Regions from separate parts of the Mus musculus genome. Here region 2 is linked to region 1. The links are chromatin contacts, called in public Hi-C maps. All regions are on one chromosome and are shown on one strand. The core of a region is the stretch at or near the end of the contact, and the rest is flanking DNA. Distances in the headings are between cores, read along the strand shown.

What was found. A called contact is a pair of places that touch in the nucleus more often than the background predicts.
Region 2: a contact with region 1 is called in a Hi-C map of muscle stem cells, with 3 times the contacts expected there. The contact joins two enhancer-like sites. A contact is called at or near these places in 2 of 15 datasets of contacts at CTCF or cohesin (large pre-B cells and pro-B cells), 18 of 484 Hi-C or Micro-C datasets (the 63-12 cell line, the AML12 cell line, B cells and 14 more), 3 of 115 datasets of contacts at active chromatin or transcription factors (embryonic stem cells, large pre-B cells and stem cell-derived neural progenitor cells) and 1 of 9 other capture datasets (embryonic stem cells).

What each region holds. Positions count from the first base shown.
Region 1 is chr4:139,681,667-139,687,701 of GRCm38.p6, forward strand. No RefSeq gene overlaps it. Among named protein-coding and RNA genes, the nearest start is that of Tas1r2, 31 kb to the left of the region's middle. Within about 2 kb of position 2,440, at least 15 of the 459 cell types and tissues checked have an H3K27ac peak or open chromatin away from gene starts, as enhancers often do. A contact at or near this core is called in muscle stem cells, where this site is marked.
Region 2 is chr4:139,758,851-139,764,794 of GRCm38.p6, forward strand. All of the region lies in intron 7 of Pax7 (paired box 7), which reads right to left. Among named protein-coding and RNA genes, the nearest start is that of Gm42334, 27 kb to the left of the region's middle. Within about 2 kb of position 4,406, at least 5 of the 459 cell types and tissues checked have an H3K27ac peak or open chromatin away from gene starts, as enhancers often do. A contact at or near this core is called in muscle stem cells, where this site is marked.

The sequences.
Region 1 (6,035 bases), core at 1,190-3,689:
GGTGGAGATGCTAGTGATGTGTTTAAGTTAGCTAGGTGGCCATAGGGGCATGACAGAGATGGTCATGGATGCATTGAGTATGGTGTCGTTATTGATGAGGATGATAATGGTGCTGATGGTGATAATGGGGGTGATGCTGATGAGGGTGGTGATGATAGAATTATGGTGACAGCGGTGGTGATGGTGACAGCGCTGATGGTGACAGCGTTGGTGATGGTGGTTGTGATGGTTTGTATATGCTTGGCCCAGGGAGTGGCCCTATTTGGAGGAGTGGCCTTGTTGGAGTAGATGTGACCCTATTGAAGTAGGTGTGCCACTGTGGGTGTGGGGGCTTTAATAACCTCATCCTAGCTTCCTGGAAGTCAATATTCTGCTAGCAGCCTTCAGATAGAGATGTAGAACTCTCAGCTACTCTAGCGCCATGCCTGCTTGGACACTGCCATGTTCTCACCTTGAACATGGACGGAACCTCTGAACCTGTAAGTCAGCCCCAATCAAATGTTGTCCTTATAGGAGTTGCTTTGGTCACGGTGTCTGCTCACAGCAGTGAAACCCTAGCTGAGACAGTGGTCATGGTGACATCCAGGATGAATTTTTCCAATCCTTACTTTCCCTTCACTGAAGTGGAAACTTAAGGGTTCTTTGGAAAGTCAGTTGGATGGTGTTTGCCTGGAGCAAACACGGGAAGGAACGTTTAGCTGAAGTGGATGTAGGTGAAAGGCTAAGGCAGACTTGTGAAGGAATGTTTGGCTAAAGTAGACACAGGAGAGAGGATGTTCTGCTAAAACAAGCATGTGAAAGGACCCATGATGAAGGATTCTTTGCTAACAACACACATGTATCGGTCTGCCTTACATCGCATAGTTGAGCTGCATTTGTCAGGACTCCATAGAGGGAAACTCTTCTGGTGGTGTGCTGCAGTTTTTTGCTGCTTCTGCGGACTTGGGCTGATTGGCAGAGGGAATGTCAGCTGAGACAGACGCATGTGCTGAAGCAAGACCCATGCTGAGGCAAGACCTGTGGAGGACACAGTGATGTTTGGAGAGAGTATAAAAGGACTTGACGGATGGTGACGAAGGCTGAGCTTGGCTTGCTTCTAGAACCAGCTGTGCAATGCTTGGATCTCAAGTCTTTGCTGATCTTCACTTCCCAGAGAGAGGCACAGCCCAAAACTTTTCCTGGTGTCCCTCTTGCTGCTGACTTGTGCCAAGGCTGAGGCCTGGCTGTCTCTGCTAGGTAGTGTCACCACTGCTGATTCGTGTTTGCTATCCCGACTCTACCGAACTGGACTGTTCTGTATCCATGAAGTGTTTGCGAGTGGATCGAGCTGCTGCTGTCTGCTGATCTGAACTGCAGATCTCCAGACAGCACAGGAGGGAGTTGCTCAAAACAAAACAAAACAAAACAAAACAAAAACCACATTTCTAAACAGGTCCACTTGCCTCGCATCCTTTTTTTCCCACTACCTCTGGTGGGTGGTGGGCTACAAGGAAGGGTAAAGCATTTAAGAACCATCATTAAAAATAGGTTTGGAAAAATGAAAGTTACAGTTCACAATTTCATACATGCATACAATGTACTTTGACCCTATTCACCCCCCACTGTCATCCTATCCCTTCTCCTGATCACCCTCTTCTTCCCAGCCCGCCCCCCACTTACTCAACCAAAGGGAAGAAGGGAGCCAGGTTTGGGGGAAGGGAGAGCTTTGGGCTAGACAATTGGGTCCTGGGATAGGGCTCATCCCAGCTCCTCTCCAGACTCAGTGACCTGTCTGTCACAGGGGTGGTGTATTTGGTCACCTTCCTTGTTACTAGGGCATAATACCTGGTAAGACATGACTTAAATGGGAGAAGGCCTTATTTGGTTCATGGTTTAGTTCATGAGGTGCAGTCTATCATGGTGGGGAAGGCATGTGGGCAGAGTGAGTTGGCCGGTTGTCGGCTCTTTGCCAGCAGGTCCAGGAGAGAGGAGAGAACCCGGTCCAGCCTGGTCTGTCTGGGGCTGAGTGGGATGGCCCAGGCAGGGAGTCTTGTCAAAGAAGGACCTCACTTTACTAAACTGGGCACTTACTTATATAGAGAAGTCAATAAGGTAGGGATAGGGGTATGGGGTGAGATGACCTATGGGGTGGAGTGAGGTGATGAGGGGGTGCGAGGTGATCTCACGGGGCCTATAAGAAATTGACACATCAGTGGTAGCTAGGCAGAGGCAGTCTCATTCCGGCCGGTAGGTCATGCTGAGTCATTCTCAAAGAGGAGGAGAATGACAGGTCTCAAAAATTGAGCCAGGCTTTGGTTTGTCCTCAAGGCCCAAACCAAGGCCAAATAGGGCCCAACATGGGTCACGTGGCATCTGTAGTCAGAACCCAGTGAGAGACGGGTCCAAGGTCCCAGGCCACAGGATAATGCGGTCCACAGGATGGCGCCACCCACAGGGTAGTACCGCCCACAGGATGGCTCCGCCTACAGGGTAATACCACCCACAGGATGGCTCCGCCCATAGGGTAGTACCACCCACAGGATGGCTCCGCCCACAGGGTACTGCCACCCACAGGATGGTGCCGCCCACAGGGTGAGTCTTCCCAGGTCACTTAAATGTCTCTAGAGACCTGTCCAAAAGGATGTTTTCATTATTTCCAAACCGGTCGCGTTGATAACGAGGACAAACCATTCCAGGCTTGCTGGACCAGCCTGTCTGCAGTGTTCAGTGAGAGCCCTGAATATGGGTATCTACTTCTGTGGCCTCACATGTTCTTTGCCCCGGGGCCTCCATACTTCCAAGCCACTTCACCCAACTGCCAGCCTCGTTATCTGTGCCAGCCAGTCCTCGCCCACAGGGAGGGTGGTACTCAGCCTGAGAACGTGAAGCAGAATTAGAATTTGAGGGATGTGTTTTGAGTGAAATCCCATGATCTCTTTACCTAGTCAGCGCTGGACTTGAAACCTCAGTTTCCCCAGTTATGAACCCTGAAGGGAGGAGCTCTTCCCAGGTTGCTCTAAAGACGAAACCTATTAGAGGCCACAGGGCAGGGATGTTCCTGCAACTCCCACTGGTTCTCAGGGTCATGCCTTGGCCTCTGGGGTCCTTCAGAAATGGATCCCATTGGACCCCATGTGTTCTCTGAAGGGCAGTCCCAGAAGCTGACAGCAGATGGCGATGTTGGTCTCATTCTTGGGCCTCTCAGGTTCCCTTCTCCAGGGACTGGAGAGCTGGGACAGATGGACAGGCAGACAGACACTCGATATGCACACAAAACATGGAGACACATGGAAGAGCACAAAGCTGTTTTATATTAAAGTGTCATGCAAATGTGCAGCCTAGTTAGGTTCTAGTACCTCATGTGTTTTTACATGTCATGGGTGTCATGGCCTCTGTCAAACTTGACATGTGTGTGAGACAGAAAGCAAGAGCAGAGATGAGCACAGGGCAGCTGTGTTGGTTTGGGCACATGGGTGCCTGAGTCTGTGCCTGTGTGCATAGGAGGCTGCGGGATTGTGAGGGGATGGGTGTGTAAGGACTCTTGTGCCTCAGCCGTGTGTGGAGAGATATGTGGATGGATGCCTGTGTGTGCACATGCATGCAGCTTATGTGTGTGCATATATTTATGTTTATATTTGTGTTTCCTGTGTGTTTGTGTGCATGTACACGTGTGCGTTTATCACAACCCTTTCTTAGAGAATGACGGGAATCAAGACCAAGGGACTGAATAGGAGACTCAGCTGCTCTTGCAGAGGGCTGGGTCCAATTCTAGCGTCCACAACTGTCTGCATCTCCAGTCCAGGGGATCAAGTGACCTCTCCTGGCCTCCACAGGCTCTTACATATACATACATACATACATACATACATACAAGCAAAACAATACACACATACACAGAATGAAAATAACAGGATTTTTTAAAATCCCAAGAGGTGTAAACAACAAGGTGGCTTGAAGAACAGGGCAGTGTGAAAGTCAGGTTTGAGCTGCCATTGACCTCTGTGTAAGAGAATGGCCACTTCAGGCTGACCCAGGACCTAGATACCCCATCCAGGTTGGGCACTCACTAGAGTCTTCCAAAACCAGCAGGGGGCCGCTCTGTCACTATTGCTATGGGTGACACTAGTGCATCTGCGTGCTGTGTGTACCTAACACCCTTGGTACACAGATAGGGAAACTGAGGTTCTGTGTGGAGAGGAACTTGCTGGTGTCATAGGGACCAGAGCGTTAGTGTCCGGGGTGGAAGTCCCCACCATGAGACCCACCCTTGTCCAAGCCAGTGGAGGAACAGTGCTGAGTGAGGGTCAGCCTACCCAAGACCAGGTGAGCAGTGGCTGGCGTGTGTGAGACAGGGTGACGGAGGGAAAGTGACTCGGGTCTGAGGGCTGGTGTTAGTGCTGAGGCCTGTGGGGTGAGGTGGGACATAGTTATGGGGAGAGCACCTTCCTGCCAGAGAGAGCCATGAGTGGGAGGTAGGTGTTGGCCAAGCAAGGGCCAGGCCCTCCTCAAGGGATTTGACCTTAGGATAGCAGGTAGTGTGAGTTGTATGTGTGTGTGGTATATGTATGTGTTGTGTGTGGTGTGTGCATGGTATGTTGGGTGTATGTTTTACAAGTATGTGTTTTGTGTGTGTGTGTTGTATGTGTGTGTGTTGTGTGTATAGTATGTGTGTGTTGTGTGTGTGTGTGTTTTGTGTGTTGTATGTGTATTGTATGTGTGTGCTGTGCTGTATGTGTGTGTTGTGTTTGTGAAGTATATGTGTGTTGTATGTATGTGTTGTGTTGTATGTGTGTGTGTTGTGTTGTATGCATGGTATATGTGTGTGTGGTATGTTGCGTGTGTTCTGTATGTATACATGTGTGTTGTTGTGTATGTGTGTATATTGTATGTATGTGTGTTGTGTTGAGTGGTGTGTGTGTGTGAGTATGAGTGTGTGTGCTGCCTGGGGTGAGAAACATCAGCAGAAATGGTCCATATCTGATTTGAGCCTGAACGATCCTAAGATGCAAGCCCAGCTTGGTGGCACATGCCTCTCAGCCTGCCAGTCAGGAGGCTAAGGCGGGAGGGTCCTGAGTTCAAGCTCAGCACCCGCACAGAGGGAGATGCTATCTCAGAAAAGGAAGCAAACAAACAAAGGGCCTGGATGTAGTTACGAGAATATTCGGGGGTGGGGAGAGGGTCTGGTGGTTCTGCGGATGATGTCCAGCGTGTAGCAGGCATTATGAAAAGCAGCATAGTTTTTAGCCTAGACAGCTTGGCCACGTAGAGAAGAGAGTTTGTACTGAGTCCCTGTACAAGGCCCCTCGGGCCTGTCCCTTCTGTGTATTCCTGCCCCCAGTCTCCTTTGCCACTGCAGTGCTTGGCAGGGCTTGTCTCAAGTATAGAACCTCTGTCCAGGCTAAAGGCTGAAAGCCCAGGTCTCCTCTTATAAACTAGATGACATCAATCAAAATGTGTTTCTGAACACCTTCATTTCCCTCTCTGTGACACAGGAGAAGGCTGCTTCTCAGAGCCTGACAGGCGATGGGGCGGTAGTGGGGACTCGTGGGATGTGCACAGCCCAGGACAGGCCATCAGGGCTGTGTGCACTGACCATTGGGCTGCACTGACCCTGCGCAGACCCTTGCCTTTCTGAACTGTGGTGTCTCCTGGCCTAGAGTCCCCAGGGTGGTGCGAGCTCATGGGATATGAGAAGTGCCTGAAGAGGGCGGGTAGAATGTCTTCCCACCTGCTCCACAGAGAAGTGGCTTCAGTGGACAGCGACAAGGCAGGGAGGGTGCCAGGGTTAGCACAAGGCTACCTACTCCAACACCACATCTTTTCTTCTCCAGCTCCCTCTTTCCAAGCTGCTTTAGAAACTTCCCAGCATTCCTTGTTGTCTCCTCTGCACATTAGAATGTGAATTGAAGCAACCTTGCATTTCTGGTGTATCTTCCCTGCCCTCCCCCACCCCACCTCCTATGCCCTCCTGTCCTCTGAGGGACACATGGACAAGACCAGGAACACCCAGGGCTGTTGCAATGTTGTGATGAAGGGGGCCTGTCACTTACAGTGTG
Region 2 (5,944 bases), core at 3,156-5,655, 79 kb after region 1:
ACGCGGCAAATGGCCGTTTTGTAATTAATGTAGCCGGCCTTACTAAGCATGAAAGATCCCATCTCTCTCCCCTCCCTCTCCTGCTCCCCCTCCTCCGCTGCCCTAATGAAAGACAGAGAGCAAGTGACAGAAACAGTTTGTCAGCGGCTCCAGGTGTCAGGGGCCTAATTGGCCAAGCTGAGGGGAAGGAGGGGGTGGGGAGGGGGAGGGAAGCGAGAGTGGGCCTCAGTTCCCCCTGGTGTGTATGTGTGTGTGTGTGTGTGTGTGTGTGTGTGTGTGTGTGGGTACCCTTCATAATTGTCAGAGAGAAGAATGAAGATTGGTGGTGGCGGGGACTGAGTGGTGGCAGTGAGGCCTCATTAGTATCTGGGCAGACAAGCTGGCATGCATCACAGAGCGTTAGGGACCTGCAGCCATGATGTCTTAGGCCTGCTGCTCGCCCAGAAGGCAATTCCCCACAGCAGGGTAAAAGGACCCATGGGTCCCGGTTTCTTCTTCCATTTGGCCCCAGAAACTTGACAGGCTCCCATTGCTATACACCTCCTGTGTGCAGGAAGCCACTCCTTCCCACCTACTATGTGCAGGAAGTCACTCTTGCCCATCAACTGGAAAGACGCCAGCTCAGAGATGCACCCTTCAATTTTTCTGAAATGGGCCTGTCCCTTCCACCCATCAGATGTCTCCAAATGGGCAGGCTGCTAGGATGCTGACTGCAGCCTTCTGTGGACAGCTCCTGGTCAGATTAAGGACACATCAGCACCCATCCCATAGCCTTGACCCAGCCAAGTGTGAGCCTAATGAGAAAACGGCTGTTGGTTGGAGCCATAGCTCAGCGATTAAAAGCACTTGCTGCTCTCAGAGTGGGGAATCTAATCCAGTCTCCAGTACCTCCATCAGGAGGCTCAGACACCCCATAACTCCAGGGGATCTGGTGCCCTCTTCTGGCTTCCAAGGGTTGCTGTACACACCTACACACCTGCATGTACACACACACACACACACACACACACACACACACACACGTCAATCCTTTTTTTTTTTTTAAAGAAACAATTACAAAGTTTTCATTCCAAAGACAAGGAAACAGAGGCCCCAGGAAGCCAAGTAGTAGATCAATGGACTCAGTCACTGGGGGAGCTGAGATTCGAACCCAGAAGGTGTAAACTAAAAGACAATTCCTTTCCTAAGTTCTATCAGAGGGACTCACTGTGGGTCAGCACAGCTCCTGTTCTGACTCCACAGTGACTCAGAGGCCTCACTGGCTACAAGGCAATCTGTCCTTATGACATGGGTAGAGCCACCTGTCCCCAGGGCCACCTGGCTTTCCCTTTCCTTCTCTCTGCGTGTGCCCATGCACACTGATATTGGAGATGTGCCTGGCCATCTACCATGTGTTTTGAGTCAGAGTCTCTCACTGGCCTGGAGCTAAGCTGGCCTCCTGCCTCGACCTCCTGACACTTGGCTTACAGGTGTTCACCACCCTATGGGTTTTTAGATGGGTCCTCAGGGAGAAACACAGGTCAGCCCCTTCCCTATACCTTACTGCTTTCCTGTCACCCCAGCCCCAACCATTGCTGGCTGACCAGATGGTGAGGAGAGAGTGAGCAGACCCATCCATCTTAGGCTGAATCCGTGGGGCCGAGCCTGAGGCATCTGTGAGGCCGAGGCCTCTCTGACAATGAGCCTTGAGGTCTTTACCATCCTCTCTGGTGCCTTCTGCTAGCCTCAAGCCCTTAGCCCTGCCCCCTGCACTCACAAGCTCAGGCCCTTTTGTGCCCCCCCCCCAGTTTTGTCTGTGTAAGGCAGGGCCAGCTTGGCTGGTGGAACCGGTGGCAGGGTGGGGAGCACCCACCCTCTCCCAGACCAAATTCAATTTCAAAGCTTAATGGGTTTGCAGAAGAGCCCAGTGAACTCTTTGACGCAGCTCCTTGCCGGCTGGGTGGTTCTGGGCCGGGCCACCGAGCGGGTGCTCGGTGGCTAAGCTGGGAGAGCCCTGGGCCCCATCAAGAGTGGCGGGGGCACTGAGGGAGTGAAAAATGTCAGAGCAAATTGCTCTTGACAGCGTTAATATCTGCACCTCATAGCAATAATTACATGTAAATAAATAGCAAAATCACACTCAGCTGGAGGCAGCTTGGGAGACTGAGCGGCTAAGGACCAGCTGAGGGCCTGAGGCAGTCTGCTCCACCCGTCCCTTCTCTCTCAAAGCACCTCTGCTGTTCTCGCCCCTCAGCCAACACAGAGTAGAGATCTAAACACCCCAACCACTTACACAAGGGCCAGGGCAAAGGAACCACTGGGGGGGGGGTCCCCACACCCTACTTTCTCAACAAGCCTTCACTGTTTATTTGGACCAAGTACTGGTCCAATATATATCCAATATATCTTATTTCATCTCTAGACTTCTGCAGGGACTCTTTCCGACCCCTACCCAGCAAACCTTTCTGGCTGCCTCCTGCCTTGACCTCTAAAGACTATGCCTGCTTCAGAGTCTTCCCTGACTCTACTGATATTTGTGACTTGCCTTAGTCACCCAGAAATTCACTTCCTCTCTCTGTTTCAACATCTGGTAGGCCATCGCAAGCCGGGAAGAGTCCCAGGCTAAGCTAACCATGGTGGAACTTCCTAGAGACCACGGGTCAACTTGCCCTGATGCTAGTGTCTCTGACAGCAAAGATGAGCTCGCATACATTTTTAAAGGTAATGCCCCTGGTCTCCAGCTATAACCTGGGGTGACTGGATGATACCCCGTGACCCCAAATAGCCATTCCTCAGAGATCACCAACCAAGGAAGCCCCCAAGGAACATTCTAGAATCTCTGAGCAGACACAAACCTCTTGCTTCCAGAGTGCCAGGGCCTGCAAATTTGTCACTGTTGCACTAGAGAAGTCTGCAAAGCTGAGTCTGCATCCCTAGCCAAGTCACAATGGAGCTCTTGGAAGGGCTTCGGTAAGTGGAGGCTGGAGGGTAAGGGAAGAGAGGGACGACCACAGGAGTCTTGCCGCCCAAGCAGGTGCTCCCATGTTCAGCATGCTGAGCCCAGGTGGATCATAAGCCTGGAAAGAATCCAAAGTCTCCCCCCACCTCTCACCCCCACACACACCCCCTGCAAGTCCCGGCCCCTCCTCTTGGCTCCCTGGTTACTCTGTAGCAAGTTCTAAGCTGCAGCTCCAAGCCCTGAGACAAGGCACGCAGATGGCCCTTCCAGCGTCTCCGATGCCCCTCACAGGGCAGAGAACGCAGGCTCCATTCTTCCGGAAACAAACATCTTTGTGGCACAGCTCCCCCCCACGCCCCACACCTCCTTGTTTAGCGCAGAGACTAATCCACTTATCAAGGCTAAGGCGCCCGTGAATCCCCGTTTGATAAAGGCAGCTACAAAATTAGCAAAAAAAAACGTGCCCACGGCATGGAGGGCTCCATAGCAAACAAACAAGAGGCTGGGTACTGAGCTGAGATTTTGTCTGTTGCCATCCTCGGGCTGGAGAGATGCAGCTAGAGATAGGGGCTCACTGGCTGGGGAGGGATGCTAATGCCTTAGTTAATATGGTTATGCAGGAAGGGGAGAGAAAGGGGGGATGTGGGGGAGAAACTAGAATACTAAACTAATACCCCCAACTCCAATCCACACACCCCTCTCTATGACCATGGAGTCAGCTGCACTTCCAAATTCATCTGTACATAATTGAAATTATTGTCTTCTGACTGCAGGTCCAGACCAGGCACACCCATAATCCTCAGAGTACCTAGGACTTTGGAGGCCCAGAGAGGTCTAGCCAGCTGCTTAAGATCACTCAGCTGGTAAGCATTGTTTCTCATTCAAAGGATGTTCTCTGATTGACATGATCAGGTTTTACTCTAGCTGTGGTCCCCAAATCTGACAGCCACCTCCTAAGATAACCAAGACCCCCTAATCTTGGCTCTACTGCCAGCTATCCAGAGTCCTCTCTACTGCCGTTCTGTGAAGAGATTCCGTGTGACTCGAGGTTCTCTGTGTGAACTGACAGAGTCCAAGCCAGTCTATACCCTATGTCCATTGGGGGTTCCAGGGAAGGGAGAGACCAGGAGAGGATTCTAAAAGGCAGGCAGGAGTCTGCCCACCCACAGCCAGCTGTGGCTTGGGGAAGAAGAGCTGGTCCTAGGGCTAGGGGGTGGTGACATTAATCACAGGAAGCACCTGCCAGGGTGGCATCTGGAACTAAAGGAAAACACTTGGCAAAAGGGCAGGACATCTCACCCCTGGATCTGGGGGGCTTGGGGACCGCCACAGCCATGCTGGAAGGCTAGGCCATCTGTGGTTTAGGCCTGGTAACCCTGAAAAAGTCCCTGCCATGGCCGGGGGATGGGTGGGTAGAAGGGGGGGTCGGTGCTTGCAGGGAGCCTGGGACACTGCTAGCTCTGGCGGGTTGGGGTACAGATGAGCCTGTGTTGCTGCTCTGGCGGACAGGGCAGCCTAAGGCCACACAGCGGGGTGCTGGTGGGCTGGAATTCCCATTTGTGTCTCCCCCCTCCCAGCCCCATTACTACGGAGCAATGCTGGGTCTCCTCCTCCTGGGGTTCTCCAGCCCCTCCTGCACCTGCCTGAGCTCTGGGCCCTCCCGCCCAGGCTCCTGAGGGAGAGCTCTGACCCTTCCTCCAGCAGCCTTTGCCACTATACGCAAAGATTCCTGTGTTCTCTGCTTCTCTCCCAGCCTCTGCCGCTGTCACTGAACCTCTTGCCTTGGCTCCTAGTCTCCATTGCCCCTTCAGTCCTCTCTCTTTCTCCCACACCCCTCCATCTCTCTCTGTCTCTGTTTCTCTCTCCATGACTGTGCATGTCACTTCAGACCCTTCTTCCTTCTCCCTTCAGTATCTCATTGTGCTGTTCTCTGGTCTGTCTGTCCATACACATGTACTTTTGGCTCTCTGGTCCGTCTGTCCATACATATGTACCTTCTCCTCTTTGTTCCCTCTGTCTACTCCTCACCCCCCCCATCCCCACTACACCTCCTGGTCCAGCCTCGTCCAAGTGATGGTCAAGAGAGCTCGTATGGACCTCATGGTTGAATAGCCCTTGGGCTGTCTCACTCCCTTGCCATTTCCTCTTGGTCCTTGGTCTGGGGACCCCCTCTCATGTGCCCTCCTTTCTTCACCCTCTGCTGCCCAGGGTGGATTGCATTAAGTTGGGATTTCTGGGATAGGAAAGCACAAGAGGGCACCTAGCTGGTACACCTTCAGGGCACAGTATCACTGGAGATCCTCTAAAGAGAGCCACAGTGATGGTGACTGACAACTGACAAGCCTGTCCCTCCTACTGAGATAGCCCATGGACGGGGGGTGGAGGGTGGGGTGGGTGGGAGGGAGGGGGATGACATCTGCCCCACAGTAGAGCTAGGTTTTGGATTCTGACATTTCCCAAACATGTTTGCCTTGGACTTCATGAGAGTCAGCAAAATGTGCAGACTGACATTCAGTGTTCAGCTACCATCATATAGACAGATATTGGGGACGGAAGTGCTTTGCCAAGCTGAGCATAGAGTCGCATTCCTGTAAACCTAGCTATATATATTTTGAGGCCATCCTGAACTACATAGCGAGATCCAGGCCAGCCTATACTATGGGGTAAAAGCCTGTCTCAAAAAAACAAAACAAAACAAGGTTCAGGATGTAGTCCAGTGGTTGCACACTTGTACAGAGTGTATAAGGCACAGAGTTCTATGCCCAACACAGTGAAAACCAAACAGAACCATTACTTCAGACACTATATACAGCAACGGTATCAGACCTGCTTCTCAGTGGCTCAAAGCATGGCAGAACCCCAAGGCAGCAGCTACCTCACCCCCAGAGACCTTTTAAAAGAATGAAGTTGTCTGGGAGTCGGGTGAGCCCCAGGGCGCTCAGGGAAGAGTTTCAGGCAGGGAGGGAATGTCTGAGGCTGAGAGAGTAAGGAGTCCCCTTGGGTGGG